3 separate regions of the Mus musculus genome follow, and regions 1 and 2 are each linked to region 3. The links are chromatin contacts, called in public HiChIP or PLAC-seq and promoter capture Hi-C maps. All regions are on one chromosome and are shown on one strand. Each heading gives the region's core, a stretch centred on a gene start, on an enhancer-like site or on the middle of the called end of the contact. The rest is flanking DNA. Distances are from core to core; before and after follow the strand shown.

What was found. Promoter capture Hi-C pulls out the DNA fragments that hold promoters and counts their contacts. HiChIP or PLAC-seq counts read pairs in DNA pulled down with a chosen protein or histone mark.
Region 1: a contact with region 3 is called in an H3K27ac HiChIP or PLAC-seq map of embryonic stem cells, with 2.9 times the contacts expected there. The contact joins the enhancer-like site here to the promoter of Nipsnap3b in region 3. A contact is called at or near these places in 4 of 39 promoter capture datasets (the 3T3-L1 cell line, embryonic stem cells, hematopoietic stem and progenitor cells and 1 more), 2 of 484 Hi-C or Micro-C datasets (cortical neurons and embryonic stem cells) and 2 of 115 datasets of contacts at active chromatin or transcription factors (embryonic stem cells and extraembryonic endoderm stem cells).
Region 2: a promoter capture Hi-C map of pre-B cells shows a contact between it and region 3, with 1.9 times the contacts expected there. The contact joins the enhancer-like site here to the promoter of Nipsnap3b in region 3. A contact is called at or near these places in 3 of 39 promoter capture datasets (the C10 cell line, cranial neural crest and pre-B cells) and 1 of 9 other capture datasets (liver).

The regions. Positions count from the first base shown.
Region 1 is chr4:53,464,885-53,469,075 of GRCm38.p6, forward strand. All of the region lies in intron 1 of Slc44a1 (solute carrier family 44, member 1), which reads left to right. Among named protein-coding and RNA genes, the nearest start is that of Slc44a1, 27 kb to the left of the region's middle. Within about 2 kb of position 1,652, at least 9 of the 459 cell types and tissues checked have an H3K27ac peak or open chromatin away from gene starts, as enhancers often do. A contact at or near this core is called in embryonic stem cells, where this site is marked.
Region 2 is chr4:53,509,610-53,513,637 of GRCm38.p6, forward strand. The region is part of intron 3 of Slc44a1 (solute carrier family 44, member 1); the gene reads left to right. Among named protein-coding and RNA genes, the nearest start is that of Slc44a1, 71 kb to the left of the region's middle. Within about 2 kb of position 2,717, at least 146 of the 459 cell types and tissues checked have an H3K27ac peak or open chromatin away from gene starts, as enhancers often do. A contact at or near this core is called in pre-B cells, where this site is marked.
Region 3 is chr4:53,009,824-53,014,090 of GRCm38.p6, forward strand. Nipsnap3b (nipsnap homolog 3B) reads left to right here and starts at 2,057. Exons shown (of 6, transcript NM_025623.3): 1 at 2,057-2,224. The coding sequence starts at 2,165.

The sequences.
Region 1 (4,191 bases), core at 402-2,901, 450 kb after region 3:
GTTTCTTAGGTCTGACCTGCAGCTAGGATCAGCTTCTTTGCGATTCTTGTTCAAATAGATACTCAGGGATTGCAGATATGGTTCAGTTGTAACATACTGGTCTAGCAAACATGCAGACCTGGGGTTTTATTCCTAATACTGCACGTGAAGATATGTGGACATTTAGCAAGAAATACCATAACATTAGTTTAATAGTGTGAAGAGAGGTATAATAGTGTATATTTTTAAATCTAGCACTTGGGAGGCTGAGGCAGAACTGCAGGTTCAAGGCTAGCCTGGGCTATTTAGACTTCAAGGTTATTCTGGGTCATTAATGACTTGATATCTCAAAAACAAAAATAAAAATAAAACAAATGTGGAAAAAAAGCCCAACATCTGTTTTAAAAGCAATTTTAAAAAAATCACACATATACAAATAGTGTTGCGTTGGGGATGAAAATGGCTCAACTGTTTGGAGCACTGGCTGCTCTTTCAGAGGACATTTTAATTCCCAGCATTCACAATGGCAGCTTATAACTATCTGGAGTGCCAGTCCTTAGAATCTCATGCTCTCTGTTGGTCTCTACAGGCAGTGCACACACATGGTACACAGACAGTCTCTCAAACACGCATACACATAACATTAAATAAAATGTCAAAAAACCTTAACGTATTTAAATAAAACCCATTGCTACATCTTTAACAAGACTCACTTGTTAGGTAACTTAATGTCTTTGACAGTGAGGACTTAGTTTACGTTAGACATTTATACTGAGATTATTATCACCATTAACATTGTTCTAGAAGATTAATTAGTGCAGTAAGCCATAAAGCCAAAAACAAGAAGAATGACTGTAAGCGGTGAGTTAGGAAACAAAATCAACTACATTTATTAATAAGTTCTGTGGAACACAGTAGTCTGCATGTGTAGTTAAGTAAGAAGTTGTTTATTAAAGGAGTCATTGTGAATCAACAAACCATTTATTAGTTATTAGATTTAGTTAAAAGCTTTGGATAACTTAAAATGTGAATCACAGTAAATCCTAAGAAATAGATAGCAGGTAGAGACAATTTCAAATAGTCAAGGGACTTAAAAGCAGCGAGGGAAAGAAAATCTGAAGTCAGCCTGACTTGACTATGCAGAACTTTATTTTTACATAACAAATGGGATGGTAAAGTGAGTCACTGCATGTGATCCTGTTGGGATTTGTCCAAAGGAATTAAAAAACCAGAACAGTCAGATGTGGTGGCTCACACCTGTTACTCCAGCACTCAGGTTGTGGAGGCAGGATTTATTTTTTTTTTTTATAGGTTTTCTCTGTGTAGCCCTGGCTGTCCTGGAACTAGCTCTGTACACCAGGCTGGCCTTGAACTCAGAGATCTGTCTATTTCTGCATTGTGTGCCACCACTGCCTGGCTGGTTTGTTTGTTTGTTTGTTTTCCTTTCCCTTTGAGTTTACCTTTCATTGTAGGAACTAGGCTTCAATTGGATTTCTGTAGAATTTATTTGCAAGCTGGGTGTGATACTGCTAGAAGCCCTGTAGTTGTTTGATGGCTGTTCCAGGGAATTATTACTTTGGTAGTTGCTTTTAAGGGACTAATGGAGATAGGTCTTAAAACAGAACAGGGCTTGTAATGGACACAGAGAGGCCTGAGTGTACCCTGGGGGGTGGGGTGGTGGGGTGGGGTGGGGCTGGCTTCCTGAATAGGGTATAAACTAGTCAGTACCAGGTCTGAGACTTACTAGTTTTGGTGACAGTCAAAAATGGCTTCTTAGGGGTGGGGCATGTTAATGACTAGTTATGGAGATTGATAGCTGCTTGTTTTTTTGTTGTTTTGTTTTGATTTTTTCGAGACAGAGTTTTCTCTGTTTAGCCCTGGCTGTCCTGGAACTCACTCTGTAGACCAGGCTGGCCTCAAACTCAGAAATCCGCCTGCCTCTGCCTCCTGAGTGCTGGGATTAAAGGAGTGCGTCACCACGCCCGGCCAGCTGCTTGCATTTTTAAAGCACTTATTTACTGTAGTTTGATCTGTTGCCCCACCCCTACCCCCTTAATAACAGAATTAGTGCCAGTCATTTACAGGGCTATTAAGTGGATGCCTCAGTGTTATTCCTTACTTACTTGGGAATTTCTAGACTTTTCTTCTGGCCTTTAATCACTTTCTAGATCTCTCTAGCTGGTTTGTCTTACAGAGCTTGTGATGTGAGCGTGTGTTCTCCTGGAAGCATTTATGCTGCTGAGACCATTGACTCTCAGAACTAGGAGTTGTCGTCTCATACTGGTGTTTGATCTTAGAGTTTCCGTTGTTCTCTTCTTTACCTTGAGTAATCTGTTGGCTTTTGAGTCTTTGGTAGTTCAAATTTAACACTAAAAGGGGTGTAAAGGTTTTGGGACAATGTGTCACCCTCACATTTGTAGTCCCTTGACTGATTAGTCATCTTTGGGGTAACTGGGGGCCAGCTGGGTTGTCTGGTGATGAAGAATTGCTCAAAGTCAGGGTACCCTTTAGTACCTTCACCCTGACTTGGGAGCATCTGTGAGGAGAGGATAGCGGTGCAAATAGGTTCAGAACGCACTCCTAATGTGTTCTCAGGGCTTCCGTCTTTAAGGGTGAGGCTGTGCGTTGGATGTTGATGATGGAGAAACTGCCTATATGCGGGTACCACATTCTCCAGCAGTTGCACAGAAGCCCTCTGCAGTAGCCTCTTCTTTCAGGCAGGCAGGCCCAGCCTTTTGGCATTGAAACATTGAAACCATTGTCAACCATAAGGTTCACATCTGAGGACTGCACAGTTAAGTTACAAAACAATATCTGTGCACATAAAGACGCCATAATGTTTTAAGTAAGCTTACACGCTCGTGTTGCGATTTATTCATAGCTGTCCTGGGACACGTGCTTCCTGGCCACACATAGAGTTTGAACTCTATTAGATGAGGTTTCAGGTTTACTATGCAAGGCACCTAAGGCTGTCAACAGGCTTGACCAAGTATCACTGACTTATCGATTTCCCTGGGCATTTGAGCCTCATGATTTTACTAATACACTAAGTATGCATCTGTCTGTCAGCATATGCAAACAGCATCAGAAAGTCCGTGTGTCCACCCTGAATGCTAATTTATTAAAGACTTAACTAACTACACACTAGAAAAATCTTATCTGTGAGGCCAGCATGAAGACAAAGCCAAATTAGTTAATATCCCCTTTCCCCAGGGTTTCTCTGTGTAGTCCTGGCTGACCTGGAACTCACTCTGTAGACCAGGCTGGCCTCTAATTCAGAGATTTGCCTGCCTCTGCCTCCCAAACTCTAAGATTAAAGTCGTGCACCACCACCACCTGACTCAGAATTACGTACTTGTGATTGATAAATAGTTTTGTTTTGGGTTGATTGGTTTGTTTTGTTTTGTTTTCCCATGACAGGGTTTCTCTGGATGGCCCTGGCTGCCCTGGGACTCCCTCTGTAGCCCAGTTTGTCCTTTAACTTGGGGTGTGTGATATCACCTCCTGGCTTAGAATTATTTACTTTTAATTGGTAAATAGTGTTTTAAATAAAATCCAATCAAATGAAGTCCTTCATGACCCCACCTCATGTGATAATAAGGTTAACAACTTACTCTGTCTCACTCCAGAGTCACTGTATAGGTAGTAACTTCTATTATACAGTTCCATTATCCAGTAGCCCTCAGGTTTTGTTGCACACATTGCTTGTTAACTTGGGGGCAGCCAGAGAACAGGGAGCAGACTGCCTGACTAGATGAAATCAAATAAAGGAGAGTAGGACGATTCTAAGAAAATCAGCGCTTTAGTTGGTAAATCTAACTTAGGATTTAAAAAAAACCCAAACCAAACCAACCAAACAACATGGGAGCTGTAAAGGTGGTTCAGTGGTTAAGAGCATGCACCGCTCTTGTTGAAGACCTGAGTTCAGTTCCCAGCACCCAGTGTCAGGTGGCTCATAACAGCCTCCTAACTCCAGTGCCAAGGGGACCTGATGTCTCCTGTGCCTCCATGGGCTCCATCACCTGTACACACCCACACAAAGATTCATACTTGGAAATTAAGATAAATCTTTGAAGGGCATGGCTATTTGTCAGGTTTCCTTAGCACTTTGACGGGGCACTTTGGCTTTCTTCTGTCTGATGTGATAGCTGTACAAATATAGCTCCCTCCAGTTCACATGGAATCAGGACTTCCCATGGTGGGGCTGGGGAC
Region 2 (4,028 bases), core at 1,467-3,966, 500 kb after region 3:
AGCTGGTGGAGGTCAGAAGAGGTCATTAGAGCCCTTGGGATTAGAGTTAAGGGTGCTGGGAACTGCTCCTGGGATCTCCAGCATGTTTTCTCTTTTTGGTACATGTATAAGTAGGAAACAGACACTGTAGCTCCATAGAATTGATCTTGTCTCTGGCTTCTCCATTTGCCTGTCTTTGTTGGTAACTAATATATCAAGGGTACCAAACTGGGGCTTTCTAAAGGTAGGCATAGTGTTGTTTATCTTCTGTGCTCTTCCTGTCTTCCTGAGGACAGTGTCCCTTTTGTCTGCATTTTCTGAGAAGTCTTGCTTCATAACTCCCAACTGTTTCTGGGCTTGCATTCTCCAATCTCTACCTTCATCAGTGCTAGGATTATTAACATTGACCACAGTGCTCAAGGTTTTTGGTTTTGTTTTGTTTTGTTTTGAGTGGAACAGGGTTATGGCCCAGCCACCCTGGTCAGACTGGAATGTTCTTCTCCTCCTCGTCAGGTCATCACGCTGTCTTTCTTGTTCCTGTGGATGAGTGAAATCCAGTCTCAGCCTAATCCCAGCCATCATCTCTTGGTACAAATCCTTCAGCCTCCTTCCCGCCGGTTAGTCACCTGCTGTTCGTTTTCCACCGTGAGCTCCCAACAACTTTCCAGCTTTAGGAGGAACTCCAGCTGTCCTGCCTCTGATACCTTTAAGGCCTACGTCCTTAAGCAGAGCGCCCTGCTTAGCCTCTTCATCCTTCGCTACAGTCCACATCAACTGTGTAACCTTTCCGTGTTCTCATCTTTGTGGCCGTACCTGCTCGTCTTTGACTCCCCTCCCAGAGCTGAGTGACTCTTGCTCATGTTTTAGTTGCTTTAGTTATGTACTCTCTAGGTCCCTCCCCTGCCACTTTTAAGAGACCCATTTGATCCTTCTTGTGCTGGCCTCTTTGCCCAGGTGAGGCATTTTACATTGCTTGCAGCTCCGGTGTCTCTGTGCCATGAAGGCAGGGAAGGGAGACTGTGTATTTACTGTCTTTGGTTATTGGTTTGGTTTCTGAGCTAGGATCTTGGCTAGGAAGCCCTGGCTGGCTTTGAATTCTGTAGATAGCCTAGGCTGCCCTTGAACTTAACTTAAGACTATCTGGCCCAGCCTCCCAAGTACTGGGATTAGAAGCATGAGCCACATGCCTGCCTAGCAAGTATGGCCATATTTATAATTATATTGTTTACTTAATTCTGTATCTGGCAGAGAGCATGTTTAAAATTTTTATGTTGAATAACAATATTTTCACCTTAAATATCTTCTCCCCTACTTCCTTTCCACCTCATTTTTACCTGGCAAAATTTACACAAGTGTCATCTTTTTAGTGATTCCATAAATGATAATGGATTCCTTTTTCATTGCAGGCATTATTTAGGTACTGAGGGTATAGAAATAGATTCAATAGTCAACCAGCCCTGCTCTCCTAGAGTTGATTGCTACTGGTGGAGATTGATAGTAACACATATGTAAGTGCTGAGGAGCAAATAAGGCTGGTTTTCTCTCTCTCTCTCTCTCTCTCTCTCTCTCTCTCTCTCTCTCTCTCTCTCTCTCTCTCTCTCTCTCTCTCCCTCTCTCTCTCTCTCCCCCTCTCTCTGTCTCTGTCTCTGTGTGTGTGTGTTGAGGGGCAGGGTTTCACAGCCTAGTTTAGGTTGACCTCAGATTAGCACTTTCCAGTCTCAGCCCCTGTGTCTCCTGATGCTGTCCCTAGTCTGTTCATGACAGCAGTGCACGGTCACCGCTTAGAGCTCCCTCTTCCTAATGCTGCCACAGTGACAAATCTCAAGGTGTGTTTTTGGTTTTTATTTTGTTTTGTTTTGTTTTTGTCTTTGTTTTCTAGTGTTTTTTGCTTGAGCGGGTATTGAACCTTTGAATACATGCTAAGCAAGTGCTATAGCACTGAGCTACATCCCCACCCTTGCACATGGACTCTTGAGGGACAGATATTGAAGCTGTAGAAGTACATGTGCTTATGGGCAGAGGGAGACTGTTGCAACCATCGTACAACCCCCTAGATCACAATCTACTCTTAGTCACTGTGCCCAGCCAGCCTCTCTTAATTCTGTTGTTCCAGAGTGTTGGGGGGCAAGCATGTTTTATTAATGGTGTGTTGTTGTAGTTAGCTAGGTTAGTTTGTAGTTAGCTTGGTTTGGGTATGCACTTCCCATAGTTCTGTGGGTTAAATAAGATGGCCCTCCTTGGGACACTTGGATCCTGGCCCCGTGTGATGCCTGGACTTGCCTTTCCTTGTCTTTCCTCCTCCTCCATGGAAGGAAGAGGTCTCTTTGGGCAGAACTCTTCCGAGGGTAGAGAACAGATCCTCTGCAGCCTGCATTTAGAATCAGCAGAAGGCCTGCATTGCTGTTATTTAGCAGTAGCAGAAGGGTCTGCATCGCTGCTGGGTATTTTATTTTGGTGACTCACTAAGGGCAACGTGCTCCATAGAAAGGGGCTGTACATTATAAACTGATTCCAGGTAATAATTGGACAAATGATCAGACTCCATTTTTATTCCCCTCTGGGGAAGACATGTGTCAGGACTCGCTAAAGCGGAAGCATCCGAGGGGCTTTGCTGCCAGCTTCTCAGCCTTAGTGCCGCAGTGCTTGATTAGAGAGGAGAGAAGCCAAATCCGGCAGGAGGCGGCCAGCAGACCTGGTATCTGTTTGCCACCTCTTGCTCCAAAAAAGCCTTACTGCAGAGTTGCCATGGCAGCAGGAGGCAATTTAATGGCAAGGGCTCATCTCTGGATCCGCACTGCTGTGCCCAGCTTTTCCCCCTGGCCTTCAGTTTGATCAGCTGCTTACACCAGGGCCTTACTGTGAGGTGTCCTTGTAGCTACACATTGCCTTATGGAGCAAAGTGTGAGATCCCCTGAATTCTCAGGACAGCCACCTCTCCCCCCCACCCCCCAAACACTTCTCCTCGGCACATATCTCTTTGATGTTCCACCCTAGAGTCAGCCCTATCCGATCATTTGCAGTTCCTTAAATATGCTCTTTCATGCTTCTGCGCTTTTAGGCATGCGGTTTCCTCTGCCCGAGTGCTCCCTTCCCCATCTGTCTGGAAAATTCCTACTCAATTTCAAAATGCAGCTTAGACTCCTCCTCCCCCTCCCTCATGCTCTCTCTCACCCTCTTTCCTCCTTGCAGATCTGTACAGCTTCTACAGCCATCTCAACCTCGTCACGTGGGGTTGAAATGACTCGTTGTACTCCTGCCTCTTTTTCTGTAGTCTGAGAGTTATTTGCATTCAAAATTTGTGTTTTGTAGATTTTTGCACTGAAAGGGCCTTTCCTGGGAGTAATATGTAACAATGTTTGTGGAATTACGGGATGCTTTTTTGTGAATTAAGTCCTGTCTAATGCTAATCCTTTGAGTGCTGTTCCCTACAAAGGTAAACCACTGCATTGTAAGTAGTCAGAGTTCCTTCTGCTACAGACCTGATGGACCAGCCAGCCATCAACCTGACACTGGTGGCTGTGCCCTGTCTTTCCAGTTAGGATCAGAGAGAATAACATTTGTGGGTCAGACTTTACGTCTATGCGATCTCCAATTGTTACCCACCATCTGGATCCCTCCGTGGGCTATTGAATTGTAGTATGCTGAGGACACAGCCTCTGAGGCTTTGTGAGATACAGTAACTCCTTGGTAAATCTCATTTTCTCTACCTTCTTCTCTTCTTGGTGGGGACAGTAAAAGCCAAATAGAGGTTCAAGCCACCGTTAAACATGTAGCAGCATCTAACTGGGTTTCATCATCTCACTCTGAGCACAGCTTTTCAAGTTACTCCTTTCCTGTGGCTCTTTTCCTTTTCCTGACCGCCTGTGATTTATGGCTTGCGCCTTCCCTGTTGCCCATTCTCATGTTTGGTGCCTATGTCCTGTGTACTGTGCAGACACGCTGCTTTTTGTGGGTATTCTAACCTTTCTTTCCTCCTGGAAAGAATTTGGTATTTCCAGATTTCCAAGTTAGAATAGATTTTGCTTCATTTCTTCTTCAAATAACCCCAG
Region 3 (4,267 bases), core at 807-3,306:
AAAGGGGGCCTTTGATTGCTGGGCTTCAGTACTTTGATAGCTGGACCTTGGATGTCATCCACAGGAGGAGGAAGTAGCTAGCTTTAGGAATGCACTCTAATGGTTTTTAGCAAGGCAGAGGGAATAAATGAGAAGGGCAAGGCCTGCCCAAGCCATGTTTGCCATGTTTGCCATGTTTGCCATGTTCAGCTGGCATGTTTGTCCCTTTCTACTACTTCTGTCTGCACAGTTGCACAAGTCTAACCTTTGGACAAAATCAAACAAGAATGCCACCGAGGACACTGTTTTGCCAGCATCATAAGTCAACGATCCTGCACCGGGCACCTATTTGTTTTTTGAGGTGAACAAATATATTTTCACAAAAGCCAGACTAAATGAAAAATAACATGGTCGGAAAAGCCTTACCCAAGGGTATATGAAAAGTATAAATTTATAACCTGTTTTGATAGTGTTTAGTTAAGATTAATGTGCACGTGACTTAGAAGTCAGCAATTCAATGGATATGCACTCTAGAGCATTATGTGCTCATAACATAATGTCAGCAATTCAATAGATATGTTCTCTTTGAAATGGAAACGAGAACATGACCACTCCTGGTATGGTTAAGGAGAAAGTTTTTATTGTGGGTCTGAGGGAGAGAACAGCCCAAGGCATCCGGAAGGGTCCAGGCTGAGCATTGCCGGCAGAATAGACGGGGCCATGAGAGGGGAGAAGAGACAGGGGGGAAGAAATGAGGGGGCGGGAGAGAGAAGGCAAGGGGACAAAGAGAGAAGCCAAGAGGAGAACCAAACAAGATAGCATCTAGCCAAGATAGCTGAGGTTCTATAGGAAAGGGGAGGTGGGGGGAGGGCAGTGAAGCTCGGGGCTGGGGTGGTTTAAAGGATTTGGGATGAGAAGTGCTAAGGAGCCAGGCCAGTGTGTGTTTTTAATGTTAAGACAGCCCTGTTAGCCGTTGGTCCCAGGTTTCTCTGAGACCTTACCCTGTAGACCAGAGGTGTGTGCATACTCCAAAGCAGTCTACTGACTGCACCCAAAGCTTCTGGCTACTTGGATGCTAAAAGCTGTATCTTACCTTCATTGTTCATAAAAGGACGGAACAAAGGACAATACTATCAGGACTTGTGACGATTTAGTTAATAAAAGGCATAGATGTCATATTCTAGTTAAGTTGTTGCAAATACATCAAAAATCCCTTTCATGTTCACCACCGCTTGGAATGTCTTACGTACACCTTAAATTGCCATTTAATACCTAAAGAAGCACGCCTGTTTTTCAATAACTTACCTCTATAGTTTGATGATATTTGTTCAGTGTAACTTGTTTTTAGAGCTATGTGTATTTGCTAAGCATAAAATCGTTAGGAGTTTAAAGGCTAACAGGATTTCCAAGTTTATGACGCTAAAACGGTTTTAATCTCTGATGACCAGTAAATAATATAGCTTAGTGTACATTAGTAAATTGGCCAAGAGGCGATTTTCAGGGAAATCATTGCGATTATTTAGCTATTTAATGTTTGTGAACAGTGGACCCAATGAAAGCAGTGTATTTAAAAATGGTTTCTAAATCTTAGTTGGAAAGTCATGAAACCTAGAATATGCTTCACAGAGAACACAAACACGCGCTAGAAAAATATAAATTGTAATTGAAGTTTTTCTGAGGGCCAAAAATCAGAGGCCGTCAGAGGTCAGCTTTCGCATCACACAAAATTATTTCAATCTTCACCTGTGACTCTCAGGCCCTCGGACCCACTCTTCTGGGTTCCAGGAAAATTATCCCATCTTTGTTCGGAGACTCCCAGGCCATGCTGGGGATGGGGTTTGGAGTTGCAATGGGGATGCAGAATACTCTGTGATACAGGAGAAGGCTCGCTGATGGTTGCTACAAGTTCACCCCACCCCAAGAAGCATCCACGCCACGCCCTACATTCTGGAGTGTTAGAACCATACAGAAGAGGTAATGCCCCGGGATGGGGAACAGAACCGCGGACTGCTTTGTGTCCGCACCCTCTGAGCCTCTTGCGCCTGCGGGGAAGGGCGGAGCCACGCCGCCGAGCCACGCCCAGTCCAGCAGGGACCCAATCGAAGTTGGCCCGCGCACCAGGAAGCGAGGAGAGCGCGTATCCGAGCGCCCGGCGGCGGTCTTCCTGCGCGCTCAGGACCGCACCATGCTCGCGCTCCGAAGCGGCCTAAGGACAGCGCTGGCCCCGCGGGTTCTGACGCCTCAGGTAGGGGCCGCGGGGGCGTGCGAGAATCCCGCGCAGGGAGGTGGAACTGTCCTTAGGTGGTGTAGAAACGGGGATCAGGGAGGTGGGTGCGGTCTGTGGGGAGAGCGAGCTTAGCCTAGGGAGGTGGGCGGGGCGTGTGTCGGGCACGAGCAGCCTTGGGAGGTGGGCGGGGTTCGTGGTGCGCGTGATGACGACGCTGCGAGGTGGGCGGGTCTGCAGTGCGGAGAACGGGCCGTATTCTGGGAACTGGGCGGAGCCTGCCTAGTGGAGGCCGGGGGTGGGCGGGGCCTTGCTCTAAGGGGCAGTGCCGGGAGGTGGGCGGGGTCTGCAGTGAGAGTTGTCCTTCGGAGGTAGGTGGGTTTGTGGGGCAGGAACCAGCAACACTGTGAAGTGGGTGGGGTCTGGAGCGTGAGTAGACCCCTGGTCGGTCCAGCCAATGCCCGGTTCAATCGGTACCCAATATTTCGTGAGTCCAGGGTGAACCCACTTGTCAGGTTGCCTCCCTGGACAATGGACAGAGACCTTTCCTTGACACCGGGTGTCCCCGAAGCCCTGAGCATTGTGTTCTTGCAGTCATCACCATCGTGACTGCCACTCATTGAGGGTTTACAGTTCCTGCCTGGTTCAAAAGCCAGGCTTTATGGAGTTCAGGGTAAACCTGGGAGCATCCCGCCCTGCAACTCAGGGTCTGGAGATCTTAAGGGGAGCATGGCTTTGGAGCCTGCTGAAACTGGTTGTGCCTGAGATGGGACTTTCATAAAAAGGAGGACACCTACCAGCCTCAGCTGTTGACCCAGGGCTATTTGTGACTTGAACACCGAAGTTCTTGACTTACTTTGTTTAGGAAGAGCATTAAGAGCTGTCTAGAGACAGACTTTGTGTCGAACACTAAAGAGCATAGTATTCATATGGCCGCTGTCCTCTCTGTCTTCCTAGTATGGTTGACAAAAAGCTCTAATTTGGAGATAGGAGCAAGCAGATTTCTACCCTGGCACTGTTTGTCCCAGCCCTGCAACAGAAAATTACCTCACCCCTTAACAAACACCTTTCAATACAGATTTCTTTAATGCATATTTTCTGTGTGAAAGATTATAGTAAAAGTATCTTTGATCAATAATTTATTTCTGTTCTATCAATACAAATTCCTCGAATCATTCTAAAAGATTGTTATAAGTCTGCCATGTTTCCTTTTTGATCTGGTAAGTTTTTACAAGTTTAGATTATTTTTCTGTGTTTGTGCACCGTGTACATGCCTGGTGTTTGAGGAGGTCAGAAGACAATGGCTTCTCTGGGACTGGAGTTACAAACCATTGAGAGCCTGAATGGGTACTGGAAGTGGAACCTGGGTTCTGCAAGAGCAACAAGTGCAGTCAACCACTGAGCCAACTCTCCAGCTTTTATTATATATTTTAAACTACAAGTATGAAGCAGTTATTTAGAGTGTGATTATAAACAAAAAAAAAGCATTCCTGCCACACCCAGGAACACCTGCAGTGTGTTTTATAGGAAGCTTAGTTATTTGAGACAATAGAAACATAACTCATAATAATTGTGAATGAAATGAGATACTTGGGTGATTATATTAACCCTGTACACAGGAAAAAAATCATATATTATTATGTCTTCTAGACAAAAATAGAGTTAAGGCATTTTGCTTTCATTAGTCCTACAGATGAACAAGGTAAGCACTAATTTTGTCATAGCTTTACTTTCCAAAGTGGTTTTGAATATTCTTCTCATTTAATCACTTTCAGAAAGTGGATCCATGCTAACTCAACCCAGTTAGGAAGGTGCTATAAACAAGAATGCCGTGTGTGTGTGTGTGTGTGTGTGTGTGTGTGTGTGTGTGTGTGTGTGTATGTATGTGTGTAACCATACACAGGGTCATCAGTGGTAGGGTGCTTTCTAGCAGTTATTAAACTACAACATGAAGATTTTCATACAAAGCATATGGCTGTTAAAGGATATTTCCATCAACCTGATACACTTGGGTGCATTAAATGCCCTACTTTGAATTGCATCTTTCTTTTCAAACTGAGGAGA